2 separate regions of the Gossypium hirsutum genome follow, and region 1 is linked to region 2. A link is a contact called in public Hi-C data. All regions are on one chromosome and are shown on one strand. The core of a region is the stretch at or near the end of the contact, and the rest is flanking DNA. Distances in the headings are between cores, read along the strand shown.

Evidence for each region. A called contact is a pair of places that touch in the nucleus more often than the background predicts.
Region 1: a contact with region 2 is called in a Hi-C map of leaf, with 2.4 times the contacts expected there. The contact joins the enhancer-like site here to the promoter of LOC107910002 in region 2. A contact is called at or near these places in 12 of 34 Hi-C or Micro-C datasets (fibers, hypocotyl, leaf and 1 more).

What each region holds. Positions count from the first base shown.
Region 1 is chrA07:27,394,688-27,399,649 of Gossypium_hirsutum_v2.1, reverse strand. No RefSeq gene overlaps it. Among protein-coding and RNA genes, the nearest start is that of LOC107910007, 22 kb to the left of the region's middle. Within about 2 kb of position 2,324, at least 9 of the 9 cell types and tissues checked have an H3K27ac peak or open chromatin away from gene starts, as enhancers often do. A contact at or near this core is called in fibers, hypocotyl and leaf, where this site is marked.
Region 2 is chrA07:27,359,426-27,364,085 of Gossypium_hirsutum_v2.1, reverse strand. LOC107910002 (flowering time control protein FCA) reads left to right here and starts at 2,319. Exons shown (of 15, transcript XM_041117879.1): 1 at 2,319-2,984; 2 at 3,191-3,261; 3 at 3,447-3,525; 4 at 3,718-3,800; 5 at 3,897-3,948; 6 at 4,328-4,395. The coding sequence starts at 2,423.

The DNA.
Region 1 (4,962 bases), core at 1,075-3,574, 36 kb before region 2:
TCTTGCACAATGATAACATTATCAGAAGTATTACGACCAACATTAAACTCAACTTGCTCCTGTGAAATGAAATTCGGAAAAACTACTTCAAATCTATTAGCAACCATTTTCATCACTAATTTATACATTACCGAGCAAAGATTGATAGGCCGAAACTGATTAAAATCCTTTGGTCTATCTTTTTTCAAAATAGGCACAATCAAAGTATTATTCAACTCTGCCTCGATTTTATTACTAGCAATGATTCCTAGACTTCGAAAGAAGTTCGCTTGAACCTATCGCTTCTCCAAACCAAAGCGAAGTCATGTCAAAAAGGGCATTTTTTATCTCTTCATTTGAAATTGGCTTTTCTAAAAAAAAAAATCCTAATTCTTAAGGCAAGTAAAGATATTGGAGGGAAGGTCTATCATGGGAGTAGGGATTTCTCTATAGATTTTCTTAAAGAACCTTACAGCCACATTTTTAAGAATATTCTGGTCAGAACACCACTCTCCATTAACGATAGTAAAGCCATGATACGATTGAATTTCCTCCTTTAAATAGTACGACTATAAAAAACCTTAGTGTTATGATTCCCAAGCTAGAGCTAATCACACTAAGCCTTTTGCCTCTACAGTAATTCCTCATGGTTAAGCACATTTTCTAATTCATCCCAAACATCCATTTGATTATTGACTAACCAACTACAGGGCAAACGATCCATAGCCTTTTGGATATTTGCAAGTGCCCTTATAAGCTGTCTTTTGCAAGTACCTAAAAAACCATAGACAAGATTGTTTCATTCTTTGACATGTGAGGTAAAATCAGTAAGAGAGTCAGCCATATTACCTAAATAACTCCACTTATTCTTGACCAAATCAGGAAAATTGGCATGTTTTGTTCATCCTACAAGACAGTGCGAAAAATATCCAAATTGGTTTTGAGGAGAATGGGCATGTGATCTGGATTGATGCGCAAAAACTAGTTTGATGCGCAAAAGGTGATATACAAGACAGTGCGAAAAATATGATATCCAAGTGTCATTGGCAAGCGCTCAATCCAACCTTTCATACGTATTGCCTCTTTACCAGGTAAAGGAAGGTCCAATGAATCCTATATCTTGTAAGTTACAATAGTCAACAAAATTACCAAAAAAATTTGCATCTTCTACCTATGCTACGATCACTTTTCTTATCATCAGGTGATAGTATAGCATTAAAGCCCCCCATAATCAGCCACGAAAAGGGATCGTTAAGTAACACGATTATTAAATCATCCCATAGAGAATTTCTCTTTGCTCTGTCAGGACTACCATAAACAAAAAAGATAAGAAAGAAGTTATTGGTAACACTGCCAAAAACTCGAAGGAGAATGAACTGGGGATGATTATGAATGACACTAATCTGAATAGATTCCTTTCAGCCCACCCAAATTTCTCTTGAAAATCCAATAACCTCAATACGGTGAGAAAAATCAAAACCTAATTTATCAATAATTGAATTTACTTTATTATCACTAATTTTTTGTTCCAGTAGACACAATATCCGGCCTATACTCGATATTAAATTCACGGAAGACATAGAGAAATTTGTTGCTTGCATAGCCTTGAAAATTCCAAGAAAATATTGTTAAAATTAAATCCATATTATCAAAATAATAATAAAATTAAGATAAAACAATTAGATATTACTGCTTAGAGCTTATAAAACAAACCTGAAGTCTTTTCGCTGCATTTGAACCATTTAGGCCCAATTCTTCGATACTTTCTGTCGAAGTAGCCTTAGCCAACTTGGACATAGAAACACATAACAAATATTTAGAAAAAATTTTAACCTTAAAATTGCTCTATTTCCCATGTGGTTTTGTTAATTTTTTTTAATATCTTGAAAACTCTTTTCTTTCCCTCCCATCATTCTCCTCGAATTCATTGATCTACCAGCCTCCAAATCTGAAACTTTGGTCTCCTCCGACAAGGTGTTGTCGACTGGGACAGTGACTTTGAAAGAAGTTGTCAAGTGCTTAATAGGGTTTAGCCCTCCAGTGGAGATGGCGACTAGAACTTCCACTGGACTTAGCATCGAAGAAGTTGGTTTGGTTGGGAGCTTTGGGACACTATCACTGTCGACATTAAAAAAGCCCGATCTCGAGTCTGAAATCTCACCCTCACTTGTTGGACATTGAGTTCACTAACAGAAACCCCTGTAACAAATGATTGCCGCCGACTGATAGCCTCATTAACGTAACTTCGAATGAATAAAGTTTTCCTAGCCCTTGGCTAGGAGGACGACCTAATAGCCTGGCCTGATAAATTAACCAACTGCAGATTATTTATTCCATGGGTCAAGGAAGGCTCAACTTCTATTGGGCTTGAATTATCAACCTGGTTCCTGGACCAGACAAACCCAACTTTCAAGCCCTTGACAGTATTTTTAAAACCAACTGGATTAATTATAATTTTAAAATCTATTTTTGTAAGGGGACTTTGACTAATTTACCAATAAAGGCTCATTTCTAAGTATATTTACGGAAATGGGTCAATTTCTGCATTATTTACCGGAAAGGGCTGATTTTGGAATAATGCGCCCACGTAGGAGCTTTTTAGGGTGAAATTTCAAGCAAATCGCGTCCCTAAGGGAGTGTTTTTGCCATGTTAGCACAAAATGCGCTGACGTGGACATACTTTACTGACGTGGCAAAAACGCTCCCCGAGGGGTGCGTTTTGCACAGTGTTTTTTCTAGGTTAGGGTTTTTTGCATGTTTAGTCCCTAGGGCTTTTTGGTTTAGAGCTTTTAGTGTTAGGGTTTTGTTAAAATAATTTAGGGTTTTAGGTTTTAAGAATTTTTAAAAATAAATCAGGATTTAGGATTTAGTGTTCTTTTTTAAAAATTAATTAAATTAGGGTTTATGGATTTTAAATAAATAAATTAAATTTGATTTTATTATTTTTAAGAAAATTAATTAAATTTGGGTTTAGTTTTTTTAAAATAATATTGTGCCTAGGTTTAGGGTTTAGGAAAAATTATATTGACAATAAGGACTTTGGTTTTTTTCTACAGTAGTTCTTGAAAAAATAATTTTGAGAAGACGATTCTGAACAAATAATGTCAAAAAACTTCAAGCAGGATGCATTGTCAGCAAAATTACTAAAAAAAGTTCCCACGTGGATGCTCTTTTTCTACAGTAGGTCCTGAAAAAATAAATTTGAAAAGACGATTCTGAACAAATAGTGTTAAAAACACTTCAATTAGGATGCACTGTCAGTAAAATTGATGAAAAATGCTCCCATGTGGATGTTCTTTTTCTACAATAGTTCTTGAAAAAATAGTGTTAAAAATGCTTCAAGCAAGATGTACTGTCAACAAAATTGATGAAGAAAGCTCCCACGTGGACGCTCTTTTTCTATAGTACTTCCTTAAAAATAATTTTGAGAAGACGTTTCTGAAAAAATAGTGTCAAAAACGCTTCAAGCAAGATGCACTGTCAGTAAAATTACTAAAAAAAGCTCCCACGTGGACGCTCTTTTTCTACAGTAGTTCATGTTTGGCCTTAGGTTATAAATGAGCCAAATTTGATTCTCAGGTTGCATAAGTTACAACAAGAAAAATTAGAGGGGCTAAGTAGAATAGAAATTGAAAATGGGTGAACGTATTAGTGATATTATTTATTATGATGATGAGGTCTGTGACACCGAGAACGGTGTTATTTTTTTATCAGAGAACACAACGCGAATGGTTTTTAACCAGACTATAGATTTGATAGAATTTCATAAAAGAATCAGGTACAAAATTTTTGAAACGATGTCAATGAAGGTTTCTTCTATTAAGTATCGATTTTGTGCTTCAATTGATCCACTGACACATGACTCATTTGATATCGAAAGTGGTCGTAGCTTTAAGACGATAGCACAGACTCATCTCGATAGTGGATCACCCTATCTTGAGTTATATGTACAATTTTCATCGCCAAATAAAACATTTGCGAGTTCAACATCTACTACTGTTCGAGAGAAAGACACAAACCCTGCCCGACACTCCGTTAGTGGGAGGTAGAACATGGAAGTGTCCGCGTTTAGTGGCAGTATGGAATATACAACTTCTGCACGATACTCGGTTAGTGGATGGGACATGCACATTGGTGGGTCGATGTTCAATGCTGAAAATACGTATTGGGGAATGACATCAACTTCCAGTGGTTGGCAACCCACATCTAATTAGGGACGTTACGAAACGTCCACAAAAAAAGGGATGATGTACTTTCTACAACGTTCACCGGCGAGGGGATCTCGTACATTGCAGATGATGGTGAGTTGGATGATGAGTTCGATGTGGATCCATCTCAAAAGCCTAGCCCTGATACTGCAAAAGTTGCATTATTTTCTGAACCAGAGCCTGTTCCATCCGAACCTGAAGACGTTGAAGGGGATTCAGATGAAGAAGAAGAAGAAGATCTGCAATTCAGAGCGTACTCGCCTCTAGCCTACATGTATAATGTCGATATATCGGTAGATGATGTGTTGGAGTTTTTAGATCTACCACACAGAAGGGTGACCATACAGGTTCGTCATTGGATTTGAGTGAATTAGAAGTTGGTAAGGAGTTTTCCAGTAAGGATAGTTTTCTTAGTTCATTGAAATAACATAGCATTAATCACGGGGTTAACTACAACGTGAACGTGGTTAAATCCAAATCCGAGAAGTTCGAGGCCAAGTGTATAGTGCAAGATGGTACATGTCATGGAAAATCATGACTTCTTTTAGGAAAAAGACAGGCTTGTGGGAGATAAAAAAGTACAAAGGTCAACATTCCTGTGTTGCCAGTATAGTATCACTGGGTGTTCAGGGTTTTTGAATAATAATGTTATTACGTAATGTTGCATTATTTAATGTACTTCGTTGATAGGTGTTTCACAAAAACATCCCAAGATGGATTCAGGTATGATAGCTAGCTTAATACTACCATTATTGAAGGTAGATCCCAAGACTTC
Region 2 (4,660 bases), core at 1,070-3,569:
TCTTTTCATTTTGTGGTTGCTGCTTTCTTTACTCGTTTGCAGGTGGGCAGTTGGGCAAATGGCAGAAAGCAAGTGAACGGCGGAGCAGGTGAGGAGGCCAGGGGCAAGGACGTGCGGCGCTAGGCTAGGGTTAGGGGTTAGGTCTGTTTTGGTCTTGGGTTTGGGCTGGTTCAGATTGGGCTTTGGGTCTGTTTTGGGTCTTAGGTTTGGGCTGGTTCAGATTGGGCTTGTACAACTTTCATTATGGTCTATGTTTTGCAACAAGTTGCACAAGCACCCGAACAAAATGAGAAATCTCCCATTAAAAAGTCAATTACCTTAGATAAATCTAAGGTAAAACAACCCAAGAAAGGAAAAATACATGGAATAAGGTTGTATACAGACTTGAATACTATGAATCAAACGTTTTATGCGAGTTTTCTTCCTTTTACAATTGATCTCCTAACCAACAATATTGTATATTGTTCTGATAAACTTAAAACACTCTTACAATTTGGTATAACCACAAGGATCATGGTGATAGGTTCAAGTAAGGATAGTAGTGGAAAATCTTCTTCAATGCCCAAGTCGCCAAAGAATAAGAGAAAGGCTCCTCTTGACCATCTGGGAACACAAGAATCGGTTACAGGAAACATGAGTAATTTATCAAAGAAATAGTTGCCAATTGCTATAATCTCCCCTGTTTTGCCACATTTTGAGCCTACAACCTTCTTCTTTGTCACTTACAATAGTATACTATATCTATTACATCAAACTTGTTTTTGGCTGGTATAGCATGAATGGTGTATAAGCTAAATCATTACTTTTGGAATGCTTTTGTAAAGTACATTTTATCCTAATTGCAATAGGGAAATTATATGATTAAATGTGGGATTTTTTTTAGTCTTATGTTTTTTTCACTGCATTATTTACTATGCTAAAATAAATTACATAGACAATAACCAATATTGGTCATTAATTCCAAGCAGAATGTATATCAAGGTTCCAAATTACATAAACAACATAACATTGAGGTATGTTGGAAAACTTTACATTCAATCAACATTTCCAACTGACAGTTGCATATGCCGCTTACCACTACTGCCAACAAAGAAACCTATGGCGATGCATAGAATACATAACATGGAGCAAGAAAATAATATATTATACATTAACTTCTCCTTCTTGATAACTTTCATTTTTTGCTTCATGGCTATCACTTTGTTCTTTAATGCTAGTTCTCCTTCAACACCTCAAACTAGTCTACCTTCTTCAACCTCATTGTCAACACCACTACTGCCACCATTATGGCTACCATCAAATGCAACCAAATTCATAACCTTATTTCTAAGTGCTAAATTCTCCTTTGAAAGATTCGTTCACTGTCACGCAATTGACGCAATAATTCAATATCAAAGTCACACATTTGCCTATCGTACCACTTGAAAAAACCACAACCATCGTCCTACAAACAAACCCCAAATAAGTGACAAAAAAATTTAAATCATAAACCCTCAACCTAAGGAAATTTTTGAAATCATCCAAATTAAGCTGAAGTAGCAAATAAATTTATTCACTTACCTGAAAATCTGAACATCCATAAAATCTCCTCCCCGGATTTAAATCGCTCTATGAAGTGTGTCTTGGAACTAACTTCTTGCAGTAACATTTTACTACTTCCCCATTGTACACATACTCCCTCCGTGATGAAGTACCAATATTTGAATACCTTGATTTTTTCCCCAAACCATACGATACCCATTCTCTAAGTTAGCTATTCAAACCATGTGATTCAGATTTGAACAAATTTCCCAAATCCATGATTTTGAACAACAAGGAAGAAGAAGAATAACAATTTCCTAGGGTTTATGGTAAATTGAGATAATGAGAGGAGAGGGATTTCAATCAGGGTTTTTTAAGAGATAATGGTTTCTTGAAGGTTGGAGATTGCTGAAGGATTTTGATCATAATAATTTTAGGGATTTCACGATTTCAGAATAAGGGTTAGGAATTTAATGATATGTTTTAATTTTACCTATAATTTTTTTACAAATTATTTATTTCTTTTTTAATTTCATGTTTAATTCTTTTTTTTGACACGTCATCTTCATCCTCGCATGTCACATAGGCTATTTTGTTGGTCGAGACTTGACTAACAATCAATACCGTTAAAATTGAGATGATTTCTAGAAAAATTGTAACTTGGCATCAATCCAAAAAAAAAAGTCAATGGCTCAAACCCAAAAACTCCTAGAGGTTGAGGGTATTTTCAAAATTATACCTTAATTTTATCTCGTTAAGTAACAAAAACATATTTACTATGCAGAGTTGGGTTTCTCATGAAACAGTAAAACTGTTCAGCTTTTTACTACTCTTCTTTTTCCTCCTCTACTTCACTGTTTATATTATCCCTGCTAGGGTTTTGAACCAATCGTCTGAATAGATGGAGAGACACAGAGATCGCGGAGAACGGTTCAACGATCACCCGCCCTTAAATCCTACTCCTTGGTATACCAATGCCCAAAGACCTAATTTCCCTCCCGACTACCACCATCAACACCACTATCATCCTTACAACCACCACCATAACCCCCAGCAATTCGACTATTGCCCTACCCAGCAGCAATTCGATCACCTGCCGGCCCAGCAGCAATTCGATCACCGGCCTACCCAACAGCCATTCGAACACCGGCCTACCCAACAGCAATTTGATCAACGGCCTAACCAACAGCCATTCGAACACCGGCCTAACCAACAGCCATACGAGCACCGGCCTAACCAGCAGCAATTCGATCACCGGCCTACCCAGCAGCAATTCGAACACCAGCCTAGTCAGCAGCAATTTGAACACCAGCCTGGCAATCAGCATCACTTTGAACGCTTCCCGGAGCAGCACCAGCAACCGATCAGTGAACAAAACGACGCGTTCTGGTCCAACGGTGGCAACGGTCCCAATGCCGGTCGAAAAAGAGGGTTTCACGATTCTGGCCGAGGAGCCTCACCTGGTAACAGCGTAACGTTACCCGTTCATATTTTAACTTATTTTTTTCTTTCATTAGAATTTAAGCTCACTTCGGCTGTGCCTATTTGCTCCTTTTCTTCTTCTTTTTTTCTTGGAATTCTTTATATTATTATTTTTACAATTTATGAGCCTTTTTTTGGAAGTTACAGAAGTCTTATATTTTTTTCATTCCTCTTAAATAAAATTTAGACCATAACGAAGGAAGCAGTCTAGCAAAACTATATGTAGCAACGGTTCCAAAAACTGCAACTGAAGAATCCGTAAGCCATTATCTTTATCTTTGCAATTTTTTTGTCATTGTAGCATCGATTACTGGCTTCCTTGAATCCATTAGTAAAATGTGTTTGCGTAAGGGGATTATTTTTGTTATAGCTATTAGTTCCTAATATAACTTTTTGGTAGTTCACTGAGCATGTGGTGTAACTGTTTTTCTTTTTTTGGTTAGATCCGCTTCCTGTTTCAAGAACATGGAAATGTTGTTGAGGTGATTCAACCAAAGGATAAGAAAACTGGTGAACGACATGGTATACAATCTTTTATATGCTAGAGTGAGTTGTGATTTTATTTTTAAGCGAAATTAGTTTTGTTATCAACAAAGTGGCTGCTTTCAGCAAATGGAATGCCGACACTTGTTTGTCATAGACCTTTAAAGTTGCAATAGATAATAATCTGCTCTGTTATGTTATTCATGTGCATGTAAACTGTGCTGCTTTTAGGATATTGTTTTGTGAAATATGCAATGTTTGAGGAAGCTGAGAGAGCTATTGCAGCTTTAAACAATCGGTATATGTTTCCTGGGGTAAGTTCTTTATTTGCAGTCAGATAAGGAAATTCCATGGATATTGGTTAAAGTTTTGTGGTTAGGATCACCATTTAGTAAATTTGGTTTTCACAGGAATCGACTACCATCAAAGTCAGATATGCTGATGCTGAACGAGACCGGCCTGGTAAGTGTTTACCTTTTGGAACTTATATTTATTGCTTGTAGACCTTGGTCACTATTCTATATATTGCATTTAACACCTTGAAAACATGTCAACTTTTATACATATTTAGAAGTTAAATTCTGCTAGAGACAGGAGATTTTTGTTCACAAATGAGATAACTGAATGAACAGACTTTTAGGTTTTGAGGATAATAAGATTTCTTGCTGCAAGCAAACAGTTAAATGCACTAAAGTGAGGAAAGGAGAAGTAGGAAACTTTCGGGAATGCTTGCTACTTTTCTAAACTTTTTGGTGATGCCAGAATTTTTAAAAATTGCAATATAGTTTTGATTTTTGTCTTTTCTATTTTGTTCTCAGTTCTTTGTTTGTTTCTGTGGTAGGGCCACTTCCGGACAAATTATATGTGGGTTGCCTAAATAAACAAGCTTCTAAAAGGGAGATTGAAGAAGTATGTTCTGAATACACTTGAGAGTTGATGCTTAATTTGCTTTCATCTGTACCGAATAATTTCATTCCTCCTGATTGATTACTATTTCTTAAGTCTAATCTGACATCCAAGATTATAAGAGAGATTTAAGGCAGAGAAAGAGAGTAGGGGGGAGGGGGAGGGGTATGGGCTGGATGTAGACACTAGAGATTGCCATTCTGCCCGAGGGTTTTAGCTATTACCAAATGTATGTCTTTACATTTCATTCCCTAGCACTGGTTTAATC